Regions from separate parts of the Mus musculus genome. Here regions 1, 2, 3 and 4 are each linked to region 5. A link is a contact called in public HiChIP or PLAC-seq and promoter capture Hi-C data. All regions are on one chromosome and are shown on one strand. Each heading gives the region's core, a stretch centred on a gene start, on an enhancer-like site or on the middle of the called end of the contact. The rest is flanking DNA. Distances are from core to core; before and after follow the strand shown. Region 1 overlaps E330012B07Rik (RIKEN cDNA E330012B07 gene). Region 2 holds the start of Rep15 (RAB15 effector protein). Region 3 holds the start of 1700034J05Rik (RIKEN cDNA 1700034J05 gene). Region 4 overlaps Mrps35 (mitochondrial ribosomal protein S35). Region 5 has its middle 94 kb from the start of Far2.

Region 1 (2,700 bases), core at 151-2,650, 750 kb after region 5:
ATTGAGTCATGAAAGTTTTGTTACATTACAAAATTTTATATCAACCACATAGATTTTGATAAATTTCCCCCCAAAAAAACATTCTAGCAAGAACTGATAATTAAACAGTCAAAGATATTGAAAAGACATGAAAAATGCTTTGTGTCAGATAAAATATCTCTAAGGAATATACATAAAAATTATTAGATTGTTACTATATTTTTTCTAGAAGTATTTTTAACTATGCAAGTTATGTATGTGTCATTTTTATTAAAGTTGTGATAATTATAAAATGGTAGGTATATATGTTTGTCAGATATCTTTGTTACATTTCTCTCCCATAATAGGAGTCACAGAAGACTCAACAGCAACCAGCAATAACAGTAACACCAGGTAAGCTCACCCTGTATGTGACAGAAAAAAATGTCGGAGTGTCAAATCTTGTCAATAAAGAATGGTAACTAATGACTTACATTTACAAAGTAAGTAAATTTTTTTAAATATACTTTTGCTAAATGTTCACAACAAACTCTTTAATCTGCTCATTGCTGGGAAATTTAAGATTAATTTGTATGAGTGTAGGGAAGGGAGGTGACTACTGGGCCCTTTGTTCCTCTTACCAGTGTGGCCACATTGGACAAATCTCCTTTCTCTGCTTTTCACTGTTATTTGTCTCTTTAACTGGCCTGTTGAGGACGAGTTTGCCAAGTCTAGCTTAAGGTGCCGGGGCCCAGGCTTTGACCTTAAAAACTCCAGTAGCAAGCATAGAAAAAAAAATCATTACACAAATATGCAAAGAGCACCCTGGAGGTTCTCTGAGAGGGAAGGCGGTGATGTCATGGCTGTGGCACGACCACCCTTGGCCGCTATGCCCAGGAGCATGACAGACATAAACAGCACCTCCACACTGAAACCCACGTCACCCAAGCCACATGAAATGCAGACTGTTGTGTGCCAATCTCACATCTGCACTCGCCCTTGCAGTCACCACACATCATTTCTGCTGCTGACTTTGCTGATGTGGAAGGAAGGTGAAGCTGGAGAGAGAGAAGCCCTTATGTCAACCAACCTCCCCAGTAATGAAGCTCATCCTAAGGACTGGGATCTTGGCTCTAAGAACATCCCAGGGCTGACATACCCAGGGCTTCTGGTAACTAACAAAGGTAGATAGATGTATGGTCTTGCTTCCATATCTCTGAGGCATCAACAGGAAGAGCTACTGATGCTGATGTCTGAAAAGAAACAGAGCCTTCCTCTAGGTGTGTGTGACCCACAGAAAGGGATAGAAGAGCCATGAATCACTTAAAAGGGTTTGCAGTGCACAGGATCTGATCCTGTCCTTTACTCCCTGTATAGCCTGGGGGAAATTACAAGTCCTTCCAAACTACAGTTTCTGTTTGTCAAGGTTAATGTAGGTTTAAGAAATCATCAAATCAAGCAGGATGTGTTAATGTCTTAATGGCCACTCCTGGCATGTGTTCAGTATGAGCTAACAGTGAGTCAGGCATTTGGGAGGAGATGGGGCAATTGGAAGATGCCATAATTAAGAGACTTTTAGCAAGACAGCAGGGCAGGTACAGCTTCAAGGATGGTGGGGTGCCTCCAGGCTGTAACCAGTGGTACCAGTCACACCCTTCAGCTTGAAGGAAACACCAAAGGAAGACTGAGGAACTCTGGTCTAACAGTAGCTATAGTTCCAAGCTAGGAAAATGGCCCACACTCATTCACTTCTCTCTAGCCTCCTGCCAGAGCGTTTAATTGGAGACAGTGGGAACTAGAGGGCATGAGTTTCCCCCAAGCCATCTCAAACCAGGATGGGGAAGGCTGAAGGGCAAATACCACACTGTGAGTATGGAGATCTGAGGCGGTAATACTAAAGAAACAAGCTCTAGTTACTAAGTGCAGATTTGTAGCAATTTAGTCCAAAGTTAAATTAAATCCTTACATCTTGAAGGAAACTTCTTTTCAAGACTCAGGAGGTGAAACAATATGTTCTCAGGGCAGGTGAAGGCTCCCTCCAACAAGGAAGCTCCTTAAGAAACAAAGGGAACAACTCAAAATAGCTTCAGGAAGTACCTGAAACTGATCAGATTTACTAGACCCCCCCCACACCACCTCCTTCCCCTAGAATATATAAGCAGTAAAGGCTGAATGTCAACCTCAGGCAAGCTGAACCGTTCAGGAGCAGCTCAGATCCAGCAGCCTAAGAAAAGTAGCAACTAGCCAGGCTGCCTGAGAGGCTATGCACTGGGATCTGACATCTTGATCTGACTGCAATGTGTTCTGTGTTTCCAGCTTTCATGAACTGCCACTCATGCTGGGGTGGGCTTTCAGAGCTTCGGCTGTCTTTGAGTCATTTCTGCTACTGTAAGTAACCCTGCACCCATATTCTGATAAGTAACAATGGTAAAAGTCTTTGGTTCACCAACTAGGACTTTGGTGGTATTCACGTTTTGGTCTGTCTTTGGCTCCCTATCTGGGGTGAGTAGATATTTATTCATGTCTCACAAGGAACAGTGCCTAAGGCTGTTATACCAACAATATGAACTAACCAGTAACCCCAGAGCTCCCTGGGGCTAAACCACCAATCAAAGAAAACACATGGAGGGATTTGTGGCTCTAGCTGCATATGTAGCAGAGGATAGCTTAGTTGGTCATCAATGGGAGGAGAGGCTCTTGGTCCTGTGAAGGTTCTATGCCTCAATATAGGGGAATGACTGG
Region 2 (2,700 bases), core at 156-2,655, 920 kb after region 5:
CAAGAAGACATTTTAGAAAATATGACCATTGTGTTTGAAAATACATTCCTTACTGCGAATACACATATTTCACCGGTGACTCAGTAACTCATGGTATAGCTAACACCCAGTTGAACCCTATGTTAAATACTTTGAAAGTCCTTTATTTGTGGAGTTGCTGGGAAGAAGCAATTGTGGAGGGAGGGCTCAGAAGGTCAGCAGTGGGAAGTTTTCTTTAGGAGTCCTGAACCAAAACTGACATCCCCACCACACCTCATGAACAGTTGCTCTCCTTACAACAGCAGTAACATTTTAAGCTTGTGACTATGAGATGAGTTCAAAGACAACTTTTTTTTCCAAATCAAACTTTATGTATAATTTATCATTTTCTCTTCCAATTTTTAGTTTTGAATAAACAAAACCCAAAGTAAAATTTCCCAAGACACAGCAACAGCTATTTTTTTTTTCTTTTCTTTTCCGTAACTGGGACACTAGCAAGTTTTAACCCAGGGATCACTTTCAGTCAATGTAGGGGGTGGATAGCCCTGTGTTGGGGATTGTCCTCCTGTTCTGTCTCACAGGCCAGTCACAGCAACATGCCCAGTTTAGAGGATGCGGATGTAAACTCTGCCCATGTCACTCAGCCCATCTCTTTTACTCAGACAGTTCCCTAGCAGCTCTTTGATGGAGATACAGTCCTTTGTTTCCAGCACAAACTGCTCCACAGCCTTTCGTCCTGGCAGCTGGCTCTCCATCATCCCGTTTCTGACACTCTCCAGGACAACGCCTCTGATAGCCTTAGGTTCTCCAGGCACACCGAAGATGATAAACAGACCCAGACAGTCCTCTCCTACCAAGTTACAGAACTCTTGCAGCTTGTCAAATCTGCCTTTTTTCCAAGACTCCTCTCCCCTTGACTCACAGGATTTTGGGTCCGTCAGAGGGAGCGAAGCCATCCTCAGAGTCTGCACTGCCACCTGAAGCCGTATTTGCTTATCAGGTCCCCAGAAGGTCCAAATCCAGTCTGCTCCAAACAGCCAGGCCTGGTGCTTGGTCATCTTGGTGGTGGTGAGCCACTCATCCGCTCCCCTTTCCTGGCAGAAGGTAACGAAGTGGACGAGGAAGACCTCAGTCAGTGAACTCGCTGCAAGGCAGAGTCTGCTCAGCGGATACTCAAACCCGAGGTACTCCTTCAGCTTCTGCGCTGCATGGGAAATAGCCGCACTGACCACCTCACACATGGCAAGAACCTCCTGGCTGTCCTTCGGAGCTACCTGCTGTGAAGCCTTTTGTCCCATTTTCTCACACCCAGTAAATGCTGCTTCTAGCTATTCAGCATGTGAATGTCACCGGGAACTGCCTCTTTCTCATAGATTTTCTTCAGCAAAGCCACATCTGTTAAAGCCACCACCAGCTTCCTAATGCCACAGCTTCCTTGATGTGGCTAGCCATATAGACCCGAGGCTAGACAAACATGTGAGGGAGGGCCCCGTTTGTCAACTGGGTGTGTTGTGCTCACAGATTCCTGATGCTTGCCAAGTGACAAATGACAATTTCACACAAAACACCTGCTCTACTCCAGGTTATGTACAGGCTACATTTGATCTCTTCCTGGATGTGGCTCCTGTTTCTAAAAACTAGTCAAAATAAAACCAGCACGTGAATGTATGGGTTAGACTCCTACATTCTCCAACCAATGTCTCTAAGCTTGTGTCTCTTCTGTTTCCCTTTTTTGACGCATCTGTTCTGACCCTTCCTTCCCCAGGCAGGTTGCTGGCATTTCCTTTTATATGTACTTCTTAAGCAGAGATCTCAATTTGTCTGATTCAAAAAAACTCAATCAAACGTGCAAGTTTACAAACAAAAATCAGTTACTGTTTCCACCAGAAATGAAGACTTTGTTTTTCTGAACAAAGAAACAATGACAAATACACAAGGCAATTATCAATTGACTTTATTTCCTCTCATAAGGTAATGCAAACTTTGCATAATACTTTTGTAAATAAAATATATAATCAAAAGTTTTTAACTTTATCACATATCATCAGTTGTTACATTGTCCTTGATAAAGAATATTTGGCATCTGTAACAGTCTGCTGGTATTTTAACCAGGTTCTAATAACAAACTGAGCTTTCAAATGGTGGTATTTATTCATGTTAAACTAAAACCCCAATACAGGAAGAAGCCAATATTGTCATGAAATCATGAATGGGAGCATGTTAGCATCTGATAATTTAATTAGAAATAACCAGCAGTGTTACAAGGTTCACAATGAACAGCTTTATAACCTGCAGAGCATAAAAACGGCATACTGCTGACATTTGGAAATAGCTATCACCAGATCTATCACTGTAAAGTGACCTGTCCACCTGTCCCCCAGTGTCTAAGCTCCTGTCCAGAACACAGGGGATCTCATTTAGAGTAGCCCTGAATGAAAAGTAGATTGTCTCCAACCCTGCTGAAAACACTCATAGACACATACCACTCAACAGCTGCTTTGTAGCTTTCTATTTTCTTTACAAAAAGCCTTTGGGCCCTGTGTGACAGAAAACATGAGCAACCTGCTGTTGGACAGGATAGCCATTAGAAAATGTTCTACAGCTTTAAAATATTTGGGTTCTGATTGAAATAATACGAAGCCCCATCAGCTGACAGTCTGAGTGTAAGGTACAATCGACATGGCTAGGCAGGACTCCTTAGTTCAACATAATGATGAGTTT
Region 3 (2,700 bases), core at 18-2,517, 1.0 Mb after region 5:
AGGCTAGTCAAGAGCTCTACCACTGAGCCACACCCACAGCCCCGAGCCCCACTTTCTATTAGGTTAACTTGGCTCTGCCTCTAGGTTAGGTTCCTTCTCAGCAGTCAACTTTGAGCATGTCTGCCCTCCCCTCTCTTCTCACCCATCTCCACCTTTTCCTTCACAGTGCCCTGAGGACTAGAAGAACAAGAATCATCTGAATGTCTGAATTTTAAGCATTTTGCTATTAGTCTCCTAAGAAGACCTCAGCTTGTTTCTTGGGAAGCCTACATCCTATCATCCCTTCAAACTTTTTTTTTTTGTCTTTTGGTAAAACCATTGCACCCAAATTATAATGTAGCCAAAGGGAGAACTGTTGGCCATCAACAGTGTCCACAGTTTCTAAACACAGCAAGTGGCACTCACCTCACCCTCCTAGCCAAAGGATTCCCACTGGGTCTTTTGAATGTACTCAGGGGGGATGGTTTCTACCATGGCTCCCTTGCTAGACTGGGTTCCTTTACTATGACCCCCATAGTCAGGTTAGGTTCCCAGCATCCACATCAGGAGACTCACAACCATCTGTAACTCTAGTTACAGAGGACCCAAGGCTCTGGCATCTATGTGGTGTACATACACAGACACACATACATGAAATCATTAATTAGTTAGTTAATTAATTCCTGCTACAAGTGGCAGAACATAGGGTCTGAAACTTGTTAGGCACTCAACTGTCCGGTGTGTGTGTGTGTGTGTGTGTGTGTATGAGGTATTTCTGATATAAACTAAGACAAGAGGATACCAGCCTGAGCTACATTCAATCTTCTTGCTTTGGTCTCCCAAGAGCTAGATTACAGATATATACTATATGGTCATCATTCATTAATTTCAAAAGCAGCAAAATAAGTAGGTAGCCTGCATTCTCTAGAGACACAGAAACAACAGGAAATTTTAATGTATAAAAAGAGACTAGTTACAAAGAATTGCTGAGAAGTTCCAAGATCTGCCCCCTGTAATCTACAGACCTAGCATGGCAGTGGAAACCTAAGTATGACATGTAGCAGACTAATGTGCAATCTTGGGGGATGGAAATCTTGGGGGATGGAAATGAGGGAAAATGTGAGAAAGATCTCATGGAACTGACTGATTCTAATGAAGAGAGTGCAGCCTACTATTGTATGTGCTCAGAATACTCTGAAACTGAAGGGACAGATCCTGTCCCTTTACATAATTCTGACCATAACTTGGTTCCTTTGTTGCCATGGTAACCAACAGTCTTGGAACACAAACTTCTCAGAAGCAGTTGGGCTTTACATCACTGAGACATGGGCTCTGAAGGGTTTCTGACTCCATCACTTTGTCTCCACTGCTGGAAGCGCCTGTCTCATCTGGGCAGCCCTCAGATCAGGGCATGACAAAGGCATGAGCATGTGTGTGAGTGTGAGTGTGTGGTCTTCCAGGTTTGCTTACAGGGAGATTATGGAAAATGCAGAATAAACATGCCATCAGATGGTGGGAAGATGGGTGCTCAAATGACAGTCACCTTTCTGGAAAGCATTCTGGTATCAATTATTATGTCTATATATTTATGATCTTTGGTCCACTAACTCCATGGATCATGGTATGGTCTTAAGTAACCTAGTGATCATTAATCAGCCAAGTTATTGAGTATCAGTAGGTGACACCTAAGGCTATTTAATAAGAAAGTAGTTAAGAATATTAGAATAGCCATAGGTTATTATAAACTTGATAATAAGTTTCTATTGATGTGAGAACCACATGTATTTGGATATGTGTGTATATGTACATATGCGCACAGATATACATATATACTAAGAAATTAGTTACCTTGACCTCAGAAGAGTGGACTGAAAACATACTTGACTCTAGTCACACTTCCCTGTCATTTTCAAATTCTCCTTTTTGTTTATAAGCTCTCTCAGCTACTGTCAAACAAATAAGAGGCACAAAGAAGAGATGCCAGAGTGTTTTTGTCTTTACAGAGGCAGAAAGTACAAAAGGGTGGACTATACAGAGTGGAAGGAATAGTTTCAATAAGAAAAAGGAATGGGTCATATAACTTCCCCCCATAATATCATTTACTAATTTTTTTCTTCTGAAGTTTCCAGAATCAAGGAAAACTTGAGATTGGACACTCTCAGCACCATGACAACCTCACCCTCCAGCAGTGACTACAGTAGCACAGAGGATTCTATTTATGAATGCAAGTCCAACCAGAGCGCCTCGGTGGGCTACTACCCCTCTGAGAACACCTTTTCCTATGAGGACCTGGTCTCCCGTGAGGAGACAGCCTCTGTGGATTCTTTGGTCCATTTCCTCCCTCCTGTCCAAAGCACCTGGAGGACAGAGAGTTTAAGGAGACTCTTCAGGAAACGAGATCAGGTGGAGCATGACCCAGAGCAGTTCAGCAAGCTAAGCATCACACTGGCCTGGGATATCGATGTGGACTCTAACCATGCAGACTCTCTTGCTAATCTGGATCTAAATGCCCATAGCCAGTGGATGGATAAGTGGCCAGAAGACAAGACAAAACTGACTCCCTGCAAACTGTATAACCTAGTACAGAAACTTGAGACATTTCTAGGAAAAGAAAAAGGTGGCCAGCATGACGGCTGTGTGCTCCCTGAATCTACTCAGAAGGAAGATGTCCACCTCAACAGCACTACCCCTCCACATACTGCTCAGGTCAGTCCTAAAGAA
Region 4 (2,700 bases), core at 59-2,558, 890 kb after region 5:
CAAGGGCCTGGGGAGGTGGCTCAGTAGCTAAGAATATTTGCAAGCATGAGAACTTGCGTTCAAATTTCCAGCACATGTAAAAACCAGACATGGCTACTTATAAGAAGCCTTAGCCCCAGTGTTGAGGGACAGCGGTGGATCCAAGAGCTCACCTCAGCCAGTCGGCCTGTCCAACCAGCAAGCTTCCTGTTCAGTCAAAAACCACGTTTCAAGGAAGCAAGCAAAAGAGAGTAATGTACACCAGACAATGTCCTCTGGCCTCTGTGTTCATGGGTGTACGTGCCTGTGTGTGCACACAGGTGCACATGAGCATCCAAGGATAGTAATCCAGAGGTGACCTCTCACACAGCTCCAGCAGCGTATAATTCATACACATCCTCACAGAAAAGAGAGTTACTAGAAAGAAAGGAAGAGAATCAGCTGTAATTCCACCAACACTGGAGAGATGGCTCAGGGTTAAGAGAGCTGCTGCTTCAGAGAACCCAAGTTCAACTCCCAGCCTAACATCATCCAGATCAAAATCACCCCAGGGGATCCAATTCTCTATGGGCACCTGCACTCATGTACAGACACACACACATGTACAGACTCATACATACATACACACAGACACACATACACAGACAGACACACCCACACACACCTCCTTCTTCCTGCCTGACCACAACATCAGAAGTATCAACTTTCCATTCCACGTGATCCTGTTCTCCTTCCCAGTTGGCTCCATCATCCACTTATTCATTCAATACATTTTATGACCCAGCTGCTGTGCCAGGCACCGTGCCCTCCTGGAGCCTCAGCCCAACAGGAGGCCTGATGCTGACCTGGCACCAGCGCAGAAGACTGGGATCCCAGTGGAGAATGGACTCATAAAGGTCCCAACGAGCAGAGCTTGGCAGTCAAGGGAGAGAGAGCAGGGCAGGGAGGACGGCCCAGCACGGACACAGCCAAAGGGCAACCGAGAGAGGACTCTCCACACCAGGCACTATTTTAAGTTCCGATACTATTAACTCACTGACCTCTCTCACACAGCCCTGTGAGTTACACCTATTATCTGTTTTACAGACCAGGAAACTCAAGCCCAGAGCAATTAAACAATTTGCCCCAAACCGCAATGGGCCTTGGTGGTGGAACAACATGTTCTAAGGAACACAGAGACCTGGTAAGAAGAATCACGGAGCAAAAGGATAACCTCGTATCCTTCTCCTTCGGAAGCACAGATTTAATACGAGAACATGGAGCTGGTTAATGTGAGGGTCAGCACACTGCAGGAACTGATGCAGGAACTGCGCTCTATACACAGATCTGCCACCTCCTACCACTCTCTGTATTTACAACTCTCTGTGACTAGGGCATGAATCACAGTAATATTCCACCATTTATGATTACAAGGACACCGTTGTCCTACATGAGGGAAAACAGTTTAATCATTAAAAAAAAAAAAAACCCAGGCTGGCAGGCTGGCTCAGGAGGAGAAGGCTCTTGCTCCCAAGCCAAGCCTGATGATCCGAGTTTGATCCCAGGGACCCATTTAGAAGGAAAAACCTGACTCCCACAGATGTCCTTTGATCCACAGGGCACTCAATATATGTGTGTCTCTTCTCCCAAATACACACAAAACAAACATGCAATTCATATAGATATAAAACAGTTTATTTGAAAAAATGTCTTAATAAAGTAACAATAACAACAAAACACCCTGCCAATTATTTCAACTGCCAAGACTAAATTTTAACTGCGTATGTCCAAGAGTTCAACTCAATTTGGACCAGTTTTAAAAGCAATTCACTGAGTGTTGTGTGCCAGATACTGTACAGATGTTGGGGTGACAGAGAGGAGTGAGGTACTGTCTTGTCCTTGCAGTGAGGCAGGTGTGTGCACAGGCACTTAGCATGAATGTAGCAATGTTACCTAAGGAAGGAAAGAGGATGGCAGGAAGCATTCGGGAGTGATGCCACTCACACACATCTGGAAGGCTGGTCAGCAGGGAAGGACGTGTGCAAAGCCATGATGCACGGGGAGTGCAGTGGCTTCACACGCTGCTAACGGGGGCACTGCCATAAAGGTTACACCACAGAGCCAGACTTGAGAAAGCCATGGGAAACCCAATGATGGGGGGGGGGGCGCGACCACCTTGTTTCAGGGGAAGGATAAAGAAAGATCTACAGGGGGCGGAGCAGCAGAAATAAGAGGGAAACAGCTCAATAATTTCATCAGAGCAGGAAGATTGGGTGATGTACTGGATTTAGGCAGAAGAGAACGGATTCAGTCTCAAGTGTTTTATTTTAGCCTCTGTCAAGTTAAATGTGTAGGCTGTACACAGGAATTTGCCATAAAAGTACTTGAAATTCTAAGAAAAAAAAATCTCACTGTAGTATTTTTAACAAAAATAATGGACCATTACTGAAAGCCCATTATTTGGTAGAAATTACAAAAAAAAAAAAAAAAATCTCTGTTCCACCCAAAATCTTAGAAAGCCTAATGTCTGCATATATGGCTTTTGAAGATTAAAACAATGACCCATGCAGAAAGTCACAGAGCCCAGGTGTGGTGGTTTGTATATCCTTGGCTCAGGGAGTGGCATTATTAGGAGGGGCAGCCTTGCTGGAGTAGGTGTGGGCTTTACAATTCTCATCCTAGCTGCCTAGAAGTTAGTTTTCTGCTAGCTGCCTTCAGAACAAGAGGTGGAACTCTCAGCTC
Region 5 (2,700 bases), core at 81-2,580:
GAGCCCCACAGAGGAGATGTCAGAATTTTGTTTCTAAGCACAAAGAGACTCTGAGCCAGTTCCAGGGGTTTTCCTGCCTCTGTCTCCCCTGCAGGAGAAAGAGAGAACAGGTGTGCTCCACTGAACTTGGACTGCTCTCTCTCCCTCCCTCCCTCCTTCCCTTCCTCCTTTTCTTCCTTCCTTCCTTCCTTCCTTCCTTCCTTCCTTCCTTCCTTCCTTCCTTCCTTCCTTCCTTCCCTTCCTCTTCTCTCTCTTTTTTCTTTTTCCTTTTTTAACATGTGCTGAGAATCTAGCTCAGTCTTCATGTTTATGCTGAGTCATTTCCCAGCCTCACAGTGATTTAATGTTATGAACCACAAAAGTGAGAGACAAACCTCAAGAGTAGAGTAGACAACTCTACTCTTGAGTTGAGTGGGTGTCCCTCCTGGTTCAGGTTCAGGCTCAGGGGTCCGGTTATAAGTCACACACCTACAGGCCAGGTAGTCATTTCCAGTCTAACAAAGAAATGAGAAGAAATGCTGGTCTATAAGTCTTGCTTCTAGTGACAGCAAGCTCCACCAATTTCCATAGCTCTTGGAAGCCCATGGTTTGCCGTTCTTACACATGACCTGGTTCTGCTTGGATGGCATGGGAAGCTAGCTGAATCCATTTCTTGTCTGAGCCACCGTCTCGGCCAAGTGACAGGGTGAAAAGGCCCTTCAGACATGGCCCAGAATCCAAGCAGCTGTCTCTACTGTCTAAGTATTAATGGCTTAGTTCACTCACAGAGGAGAGAGGCATGTAATGCCCAACAAGCTTAGCCTGATCTGGGGTTCAATTTGAGTTAATCGGCACTGCTTCTGGAATATGCCTATGTGGGTTTTTCTCAGTAAGTGCAGTCAGCAAGTCTGAACGGAGCTCTCCTATGCCGACCCACACAGATCAACTTGGACTTTGCGACATTGCATCATCATAAGAGGACTTCAGGGTGCTCTGAGCCAAGTAGAATTGGCTAAATGGTTAACACATGACTTTAGGAAAAAGCATGGGCACTTCTCAGAGGACGATGGGGCTAAAAACACTGTGGCTACCTCATCTCAAAACCTGAGTGAAATTAAGCCCAGAAACCCTTCATTTCTCAATCATAAGTAAGGATAAAAATTATAAGCAGGAACTAGGATTCATGGGAGACAGAGCCACAGAAGAATCTTTTGGCAGCTTACCAGGTCCTCCTGATAGATGTATTTGAATGTAAACATGAGCTTTGAACCCAAGATGTAAAATGGGGCAGAATTGTTGCCAGTTAAATAGAAAGAAGGTAAATCACCGACATTCTTCACACTTCCGTTAGAGGGCATTCTTGCCTCACAGATGCCTGGGTGTGTTTATCACAGAGAGTGTTTTCTTCCAGGTCTGCAGGTCTGCATTATAGGTGGTCTAAACTGGCAGACTCCATGCCAGGCAAGGCACGCAAAGCTGGGGGGGGGCGGATAATGTGACATTTCTTCCTGCTTTCACATACCCAAGGTAATAGAAATCAGCTTGGCTCAAAACTGTGCTCCTGAGCTCCAGTTCTCCACTCTGTCCCCAACCCCACCCCCACCCCCACCCAGACCCCAAACCTTGTGCACTGCACTGCCAGGGACTGCCAGAGCCTTCCCCAGGGAAGCTGAAATCATGAGAGCCGCTTGATTATTCAGGGAGATTTTGTAAATGCAGCCAAGGAACAGGAAGGTGCCTCAAGTCCTGGGGGAGTGAGGGGCTTTCCTCTCCCTGGGCAGTCACCAGGGCCGCACATAGGGAAGAAAGCCAACAGAAAGCCGTGCATCTTTTGTAACTCCAGAATACCCCAGTGCCAGGATGTCTCCCAGGCAGAGGCTTCCCGAACTCTGAGGCCTCCCACAGGCCAGGCTTCTGTGTGTATGTGAGAAAGGAGCATATGTTGAGTCATACACATACCCACCTAAAGGAGAACGCAGAACACCGTGGCTCTAGAGTTGTTTGTAGAGTGCTCAGTTCTAAAGCCTTAGGCATGAGAATTGGTGTGAACCATGGTGTTGATCTCTCCCAAGGCCTGGCATGATGATGCTTGCTGCCACTGCTTCCAAAGTCTGGCATGATGATGCTTGCTGATGCTGCAGTGAGCAGAAATGCCTAAATACTAAGGGAAAGGGAAACACTTTGTGTGCTGACCACAATGTGGTACTGAGGCACAGGTGGGAGAGGATGAGACATGGGACCAGGAAGCTGCCCCTGTTACATAGGCATACAACCATTGGGTCCTAAACACAGAAGAGAGAGTCCCTTGGCCTTTAACACTGGAGGAGTGCAGGGTAGAGCAAGAAACTTGGGAGTTCTCAAGGCTGACTCTCAACTGCCTCAGTCCAGTTCCCCGTGTTTATGCTTGTAAACAGAAAAGCAGATTGACACAACACTGAGGATAACCTCCTCTACCCTTCTCCTCTCACTCTCCAAACACACACACACACACACACACACACACACACACACACACGCACACACACACATGTATACACATACATGCACATATACACACATACACATGTGCACACACATTCACACATATACACAGGAACACACATACATATGTGCACACACATGCACATATATACACATACACACATATACATGCACACACACATACTCATGTGCACACACATTCACACAGATACACATGTACACACATGCACATGTATACAC

The links. Promoter capture Hi-C pulls out the DNA fragments that hold promoters and counts their contacts. HiChIP or PLAC-seq counts read pairs in DNA pulled down with a chosen protein or histone mark.
Region 1: a FOXA1 HiChIP or PLAC-seq map of pancreatic cancer cells shows a contact between it and region 5. The contact joins two enhancer-like sites. A contact is called at or near these places in 2 of 484 Hi-C or Micro-C datasets (adipose-derived mesenchymal stem cells and embryonic stem cells) and 2 of 115 datasets of contacts at active chromatin or transcription factors (fibro-adipogenic progenitors and pancreatic cancer cells).
Region 2: a contact with region 5 is called in a promoter capture Hi-C map of hippocampal neurons, with 9 times the contacts expected there. The contact joins the promoter of Rep15 here to the enhancer-like site in region 5. A contact is called at or near these places in 17 of 39 promoter capture datasets (the 3T3-L1 cell line, 3T3-L1-derived adipocytes, the HPC-7 cell line and 10 more), 4 of 484 Hi-C or Micro-C datasets (cerebral cortex, embryonic fibroblasts, embryonic stem cells and 1 more), 2 of 115 datasets of contacts at active chromatin or transcription factors (astrocytes and embryonic fibroblasts) and 1 of 9 other capture datasets (adipose tissue).
Region 3: a promoter capture Hi-C map of hippocampal neurons shows a contact between it and region 5, with 6 times the contacts expected there. The contact joins the promoter of 1700034J05Rik here to the enhancer-like site in region 5. A contact is called at or near these places in 8 of 39 promoter capture datasets (3T3-L1-derived adipocytes, cranial neural crest, embryonic stem cells and 5 more).
Region 4: a contact with region 5 is called in an HNF4G HiChIP or PLAC-seq map of pancreatic cancer cells. The contact joins two enhancer-like sites.

What each region holds. Positions count from the first base shown.
Region 1 is chr6:147,198,326-147,201,025 of GRCm38.p6, reverse strand. The region is part of intron 2 of E330012B07Rik (RIKEN cDNA E330012B07 gene); the gene reads right to left. Among named protein-coding and RNA genes, the nearest start is that of E330012B07Rik, 19 kb to the right of the region's middle. Within about 2 kb of position 1,400, at least 23 of the 459 cell types and tissues checked have an H3K27ac peak or open chromatin away from gene starts, as enhancers often do. A contact at or near this core is called in pancreatic cancer cells, where this site is marked.
Region 2 is chr6:147,031,242-147,033,941 of GRCm38.p6, reverse strand. Rep15 (RAB15 effector protein) reads right to left here and starts at 1,405. Exons shown (of 1, transcript NM_025620.2): 1 at 424-1,405. The coding sequence starts at 1,277. The coding sequence ends at 585. It overlaps Ppfibp1 (PTPRF interacting protein, binding protein 1 (liprin beta 1)), which reads right to left. Exons shown (of 31, transcript NM_001355728.1): 31 at 1,917-2,700.
Region 3 is chr6:146,952,988-146,955,687 of GRCm38.p6, reverse strand. It overlaps 1700034J05Rik (RIKEN cDNA 1700034J05 gene), which reads left to right and starts at 1,267. Exons shown (of 3, transcript NM_001164236.1): 1 at 1,267-1,399; 2 at 2,102-2,700. The coding sequence starts at 2,146. The region is part of intron 2 of Ppfibp1 (PTPRF interacting protein, binding protein 1 (liprin beta 1)); the gene reads right to left.
Region 4 is chr6:147,063,184-147,065,883 of GRCm38.p6, reverse strand. All of the region lies in intron 7 of Mrps35 (mitochondrial ribosomal protein S35), which reads right to left. Among named protein-coding and RNA genes, the nearest start is that of Mrps35, 22 kb to the right of the region's middle. Within about 2 kb of position 1,308, at least 31 of the 459 cell types and tissues checked have an H3K27ac peak or open chromatin away from gene starts, as enhancers often do. A contact at or near this core is called in pancreatic cancer cells, where this site is marked.
Region 5 is chr6:147,952,116-147,954,815 of GRCm38.p6, reverse strand. No RefSeq gene overlaps it. Among named protein-coding and RNA genes, the nearest start is that of Far2, 94 kb to the left of the region's middle. Within about 2 kb of position 1,330, at least 40 of the 459 cell types and tissues checked have an H3K27ac peak or open chromatin away from gene starts, as enhancers often do. A contact at or near this core is called in 3T3-L1-derived adipocytes, adipose tissue, cerebral cortex and 3 more, where this site is marked.